2 separate regions of the Sus scrofa genome follow, and region 1 is linked to region 2. Evidence: chromatin contacts called from public Hi-C data. All regions are on one chromosome and are shown on one strand. The core of a region is the stretch at or near the end of the contact, and the rest is flanking DNA. Distances in the headings are between cores, read along the strand shown.

Region 1 (3,682 bases), core at 638-3,137, 51 kb before region 2:
TTTTATGCACTCCCCCTCTTCTGAGGCTTCAATGCCCACCATTGATATGATGACCTTCCATGCCTATTTCCCTAGCCCTACCCTTCCCCTGAGATCCAGATCCATACAGCTGACCACATCCTGGGTATCTCATCCTGGCTGTCCTTATAGCAATTCAAGTTTAGCCGAAATGCTCTTGGATTCCAGAACATGTGGGGTTTTCTACATGTGCTGTGCTGGCTATTTCCTCCAGCACCACCCCCCCCCCCCGCCCCATCCCTTTTCCCTTAGTCAATTTCTACTCCTCTCTCTCTCTTTTTTGGTCATGCCCACAGCATGTGGAAATTCCTGGACCAGGGACTGAACCTGCGTCACAGCAATGCTCTGAGACACAGCGCTGACAATGTTGGATCCTTAATCACTAGGTCATCAAGGAAATCCTCTTCTCTCTTAAGACTCCACTTAGGAACAGCCTCCTTCAAGTTTTTCTTGACCCTCATCTAGTCCAGACTCAGTTCCTTTCCTATGTCAGTCTGTGGCATCAGGCACTAACACATATTTGCTTAATGAAAGAATGAGAATTTTCCTCAGTCTTTCTAATTCTTAAACAGGCATAAGGAGGCAAACTCTTTTACTTTGGTGTTCAGTGGTTTTAGGACCCCTGTCAATTAGGGAGATGTTTGATTTTCAAACTCAGTGTCAGCTGAAGGGCATTTAGGAAGTGCTCAAATCCTAGAAAGAAGTCTGGCCTGCTTGATATTTGGCTTGAATCAAGGTTCTGGGCAGTTCTACTCAATTCCACAAGCATGTGTTCGTCACTAGCAGCCTGGGGTGGACACTAAGCATTGTATTAGACATTGGGGACACACTGTTTCCCTGACCTTAAGGCACTCCGTCTCGCAGATGCTACTAATGCTCCTTTTGGAGCCTGGGCATGGATTCGGACAAACTCAATTTCTAGTCCAGACTCCATCACTTATCAGCAGTGACCTTGGGCAAGTCACTTAACCTCTCTGAACTTCCCTTAATGGCTAAATAGAAACAAGAGTGGCTACATCCTAGATTAATTTTGAAGATACTAGTTAATTCATTAAGAGAATATAACCCACTCATATTTTCCAATTGCACATTAAATAATAAAAAGGGAATTATTTCCCAGAGGAAATGATAGGGCTTCTACTGGCCAAGGGCTGATTGTGAGCCTCAAAATGACCGAATAACTTAAACATATCTAATTGGTCAGCTGGAGACTGTCCAAAAACTGTAGCTACAGAAAACTGTCAGAGAGTAGGGGCTGGCAAAGAGATACAGTGAGAAATGTGTCTGTTCATGGTGGAGGAGAGCCCTTATGATGCCTACAGATCCCCAAGACAATATATGAAATGAGCAAGACAAGAGATGTACAAGTAGAGAATCCTCTTTTTTTTACCACCTCATCCCCAGCCAAGCCTCCAGACACTTCAGAACATGGTAGCTTGGACCAGAACTTTCTCTAAGTTCTCCCATCCAAGTACTAACCAGGTCTGACCCTGCTTATCTTCCGAGATCAGATGAGATCAGGAGCGTTCAGGGTGGTATGGTCGTAGACAGCACTTCTCTGTTCTAATTCTTTTGCTCTGGAATTCTCAGAAGCTTCTGTGAATTGTAGCTGAAGATGCCACAGCAAACTGGCTGGATAGTTTCTTACCTTCAATTCAGCCATTTTCCTTCTGCTGCAGGTATGATGATTTCTGGAAACCAGGCCCAGAGAGGGTATGAAGCCAAAATGCTTCTGTTTCTCCTCAAATCACCCTCTAGATGTTGTTACTCCACTGCTTCTCTGCACTCACTGGTCAGCAGGTCCTTCAAACTAGACTTGAGCATTTCCTAAATGTTATACTAGGGAGAAAGTCCAGCATGCTTACTATCTGCTTACACAACTGTCTTTGTTTTTTTTTTTGCAACCCAGGGTGTTTCTCAAATGTTAGCAGAGGCCTGTCTCCTCTTTGCTCAAGGTAAAGGTTGACTGATTATCTGTTCCAGTTAAGAAAAGAAGGCTTATTACTAAAGGTAGAGAACTTAAGAGTTCCTGTCTTGGCTCAATGGTTTACGAACCCGAATAGTATCCATGAGGATTCGGGTTCTATCCTTGGCCTTGCTCAGTGGCTTAAGGAGCCACATTGCCATGAGCTGTGGTGTAGGTTGCAGATGCGGCTTGGATCCCACATTGCTGTGGCTGTGGCGTAGGCTGGCAGCTATAGCTCTGATTGGACCCTAGCCTGGGAATTTCCATATGCTTTGGGTGTGGCCCTAAAAAGACATAAGACAAAATGAAAGCAGAGACTTTAAAGCTCTTTATGAAGGGAACCACGGTGGTTAGTGCCTGCTGTGCATGGCACAGGCTTCTTCACTCAGTTCTGATTCAGGCTGGGAAGGAACAGGTCAGACTGTTCACTCTCTTGAGAACAGTGAGAAAATGATTTGTACTCTGACACAGGTATTTACACATGGTTGCCTGAATCCGGGACTGGGTTTAGACTGTTCTCCACATATGCCTCCCAGGGATGAGCTGAGTGAACCAAGAGTTCAGAGCCCGACACACTTCACTTAAAGCCAACTGAGTTAAACTGAGATGTTTAACCATTGCTTTGCTTAATTTCTTAAATATATTTAGTGTTCTTGTAAATTCTTTAAGGATCTTATTTCCTAATGCCTATATCCCTCTGCAAAAAGACCAAGAGACAACCTTCCAGCCACCTTTTCCATGACTCCCTTGTCCTTCATCTTGGCTACTGTCCTTAGCCATGGTCAGGTATCAACTTTGTGGCTAATGGCATTCAGGAAGGAAGAAACAATATATCGAGTGCCTGTTTGTGCCAGATTTTCCCACAGACATTACCTCATTTAATTTCTCAAAAACAATCTTGTAAACTAGGTCTTATTATCACAGACTCAAGTGCAGCAAACTAGGCAAGAAATGCAAAGAGGTTAGATGATTTTAGGATAAGACCTAGAGTAGGCTAGATAATTTTTTAGGATAAGACCTTTATAGGAAGCTCCAATTTTTAACATTAGCAACTTAAACAAGTGAGTAAATGAATGAATAAAGCCTATGTGATAGATTGCAAACAAATGCCCACAAATTCCTTTCATCCTCATATGCACATCCCTTTGCAAGGTGACTGTGCTGCTCCTCCCAAGATGAGAGTCTTTTACTTATCTCCTTGAATCTTACTTTGACTAATCAAACACAACACGAGCAGAGATTTGAAAAATGCTTGTGCCTTAGGATTTGTTCATTTCTTGCTTCTTGAGACTACCACACAAAGTCAGGCTAGCCTCCTTAAGAATGAGATACTATGTGGAAAGAGAGGTCCAGGCACACAACAGCCTAGTACTAGCTGCCAGATGTGTGAATGAGGCAATGTGGCTGCCAGATGCCTGCAGATGTGTACATAATCCCTGGTATATGTACATGAGAATCTCCAGCTAAACCCAACCCAGATGCTAACCGACAGAATTGTTAGAGAATAGAATGGCATATTTTCTGACATTAAATTTTGGGGTGTTTTGTTAAGAAGTAATAGAATTATGTCAAAACACATGCATGTAGGTGTGGAATGACTATGGTCTGTGAGTTTGAACCTTCCACTTCAGATAAATGCATCTAAATGACCTCCAGAAGTCCCTAGGCACCAATATACTACACAGGCAAGAATGGCTT
Region 2 (3,778 bases), core at 42-2,541:
TTTAATCTTAATTGAAAACCTCTTATGTGCTGGGTTGTAAGAAATAGAAAAATTAAGATGAGGGTCATACTCATCTTAATGCTAAGCCCAGTTTACTCCTAGTGTTAAAATTATTTTGACACCTTGGACACTTGACAACTGGAACTGAAGTTTTCATTTCCCCCTTTCCACTTCACTCTCATTCTGTTTCTCATTATCTCCATTCCTAAGCTCTTTAAAAACTTGGAATAAATGGTAACTTTGCATTTCATAGATATGCTTTTCTGGAGTTGACTTTTGGATATTTGCTCTGATAGACATTGTGTCAGATGTTTGGAGCCATGAGCTGTGGTGTAGATCGCAGACCTGGCTGGGATTTGGCGTGGCTGTGGTGTGAGCCGGCAGCTGTAGCTCCGATCGATTGGACCCCTAGCCCGGGGAACCTCCATATACTCTGGGTGTGGCCCTAAAAAGCAAAAAAAAAAAAAAAAAAAAGAAGAAAAGATTAAAGAGAATAAAGAAAACAAGAAGCCCAGTTGAGCGTAAAAGATTACTACTACCTGCTATTTCACTAAATAATATAGGTTAGTGTTTTAAGCACACAGGCTCTCGGTTCAAACCAGTTCTGTCATTTACAGCCCTCCGCCTCTCTTTTCTCATCTGTAAAATGGGATAACGGGCCTGATCTCAGGATTGAGTCAATATATGCAAAGCACCTGGTACAGTTTCCTAAGCGCACGTTTGATTTCCTTAATTAACAAAATCTCTTAAAGGAAAGGTCCTAACTTTGTCTCAGCACGGCGTCTAATACCACACTCAGTATCCGCATATGTTTTAAAACAAAGGATCACTAAGCTGCGGTCATCTGGTAGACAGATGTAAAAACCTAAAAAAAACAGAGAAAGGCCCGGGCTCCGCGCCCCCAACACTTGCGAAGCCGCGGCTCGCTTAAACAGAGCAAAGTCCTCTGGGAAGTGTAGTCTTTGGGCCTTGAGAGGGATGTCAGCCCCCCGCCAGAGTCAGTTCATCCGCAGATGGGTGGAGAGGGAGTGAAAGGGGAGGATTTTCATATAACTCAAAAGTGTCGGGAGCCCCAAAGGTGGGTTAAGCGGCTCACCTGAGTCTCCCAACACCAGTACTTTCACCCGATCCAGGGACGCCATCTTGCCAGCTCCTTCCTGAGGTTAACGCCTATTCCGGGATTGAAGACCAATCAGAGCTGGGTATGGAGGGCCGAGTCTTCAATGCCATTGGCCAATCGGAATGTGACTGATTTGATTGAAGGCCTCACCGTGCTGATTGGCCTGCCTGGTTAAAAGTAGCGGGTGGTTTCTAAAACTGGTCGCAGGAATATGGCGTTTTCTTTGTCGCATAAGTGGCGTGGCTCGTTTAAGCCGGTAGTTGAGGCGCAGAGGGAAGCTGTAGTGGGAGTGTACGAGGATTCGCTTTGGTAAACCTTGTTCCCTGTTCCTTGTCCTCGGTTCCCTGGTTCGACGTCGCCTTTCAGGGTGTCTTCGTTGCTTTTTCCTTAGCTGTCCTCCTCCCCCTTACTCTTTTGAGTCGGTTCTCTGCTTGGTCCTCCAAAGAACCATTGACCCCGGAGCGGCCCATGTGCGACCTCGGGTAGGACTGGCTTGGCTGCGTCAAGTGTGGCCTCTGGACTCAGCTGGCAGAGTCCGAGGGAATTTAGGGCGTCGTGGTTGTCACAGTGGGGCGGAAACGAACATTTGGGAACGGGGCTGGTCCAGAGGTTTCGCGGTGATAATGCCACTTTATGTATGAAGCCGTGGAGACTATCGTGAAGTGTGGCTAACTGAGAAAAACCAGGTGGATGTATAGAATCCACGTTATTCCAGATTTGGAATAGTAATATATCGAAATCTAACAGAACTCCCCACGTCCACTTCTTCTTTCCCTTCATTTTGCAGTTTGCAGTCAGCAGAATCCTTTAAAATCGCTAATTTGGTGCTGTCACCTCCTGCTTAAAACCATTTGAAGTTTAAGAAGAGGGTTTTCAATACCCTACCTTTCTTTACTCTGGAAGCTGCAGTGGGGAAAGTGAATGGGGGGAGGTGAGGGCTAACAGGGTGGGCATGTTTGAAGAACACGTGCTGAGGAGACCTATTGAAAGTTTTATGGAAATACTTGACCAGCTGTTATCCATACTGGAAAATCAGTGGTGAACAAGATTAAGACCCTTGTCTCCGATGTAGACATTGAGAAAGTATAACTATTCACTGCCACCAAGAAGGGGAAAGAGCTATGGGAGCATGTGAAAGGGGGATGATTCTAAACTGCTAGGGAGAATCTGAGAAGGTGTCTCTGAGGAAATGTCATTTGAGATGTGAAAAATGATTAGGAGAAGGGACTTCGGCCTTTGTTGTGGGGGCGTGTGTAAAGGCTTGGAAGCAGAGAGCATGTGTGGCTCCTGGAATTGAGAGAATGCCATTGTGGCTGCAGATGAGGCTGAGGAGCCTAGACCCAGTACAGAGAGTGCATTCACTTTCAACTTTGTTCTTACAACTCTGCCTGGTGTTTGTGTGATTAGAATACATATGGTTTAAAAACAAAAGCAACTTGCTTTCAGGGGTCTGGGTTAGGTAGGGTAGGGTTGTAGGTGAGACTGATAGGTGACTGATGGACTGATAAGACTAAAAAGAAGAAACCAGACATGGCCCCCAAAGGTCACACACTCAAAAGTCTCCAGAGGCCAGCCAAGCTCCTTCCCTTTTTTAAAGTATCAATTGCTCTTCAGCTGAGTGTTTCCATGTGGGAATATGATCTCACTTTTTCCCTCAGATATTTCCACTTTTGAGAAGTAGCTGAAAATTAAAATTTATGTGATATCTCATGATTTTTATTTCATTAAAAAAAAAATGGGGGGTTTCCTATGGTGGCTCAGCAGAAAATGAACTCTACTGGTATCCATGAGGATGCAGGATCCGACTTTTGTTTTTTGTTTTTTTCCTTTTTTGGGGCCACACCTGCGGCTAGTGGACGTTCCCAGGCTGGGGGTGGAATCAGAGCTGCAGCTGCTGGCCTAACCACAGCAATGCCAGATTCATGCCTCGTCTGCCCCCTGTATTGCAGCTTGTGGGTCCTTAACCCCCTGAGCGAGTCCAGGGATCAAACCTGCATGGATATCCTCATGGACATTACTCAGGTTCTTAACTCACTGAAGCACAACAGTAGCTCCAAATCTCATGATTTTTAAATGTTGACCACTAATTCAGAAAATTTTCAAAACATTTTGAAATCAAAATTAGTCAAATCATGTGGCAGAAGCTGCCAATTTGAGACCTCTGACCTAAGTATTATAAAATCCAGAGATTGAAGAGATTTAGCATCAGTGGGGAAGTAGAGGCAGTGAAGGAGAGAACACAGTGGTCAGAAAAGAGGATTTTTAGAATATAGCGATTTTGAACAAGATGGCACATACATTTCTTTGCTGAGCTCCAGATTCATTTGTTCAGCTACCTGTGGGACATCTTCACAGTAACATTCTGTAGTATTTCTTCAAACACAAGCAACTGGAACTGAATGCCTCATTTCTTCCACCTGTTCCTCTTCAGGTGTTAGCCTGTTTCTCAGTATATTTGTCTCTTCCCAGTCATACTGGCTTAAAACAAATAGCTATATGTTATTAATGGGTGTAAGGTTTCAGTTTTACAAAACGAAGAGCTGTGGAAGTGGTTGATGGTGATAGCTGGATAACATTATGAATGTGTTTAATACCACTGAGCTGTATACTTAAAAATATATAATTGGTAAATTTTATGCTGTGCATATTTTATCATAG

What was found. A called contact is a pair of places that touch in the nucleus more often than the background predicts.
Region 1: a Hi-C map of liver shows a contact between it and region 2, with 1.6 times the contacts expected there. The contact joins the promoter of HGD here to the promoter of GTF2E1 in region 2. A contact is called at or near these places in 3 of 47 Hi-C or Micro-C datasets (liver and skeletal muscle).

What each region holds. Positions count from the first base shown.
Region 1 is chr13:139,658,520-139,662,201 of Sscrofa11.1, reverse strand. It overlaps HGD (homogentisate 1,2-dioxygenase), which reads right to left and starts at 1,887. Exons shown (of 14, transcript XM_003361881.4): 1 at 1,667-1,887. The coding sequence starts at 1,681.
Region 2 is chr13:139,606,996-139,610,773 of Sscrofa11.1, reverse strand. It overlaps GTF2E1 (general transcription factor IIE subunit 1), which reads left to right and starts at 1,291. Exons shown (of 5, transcript XM_021070303.1): 1 at 1,291-1,429. It overlaps RABL3 (rab-like protein 3), which reads right to left and starts at 1,610. Exons shown (of 8, transcript XM_021070305.1): 1 at 1,097-1,610. The coding sequence starts at 1,142.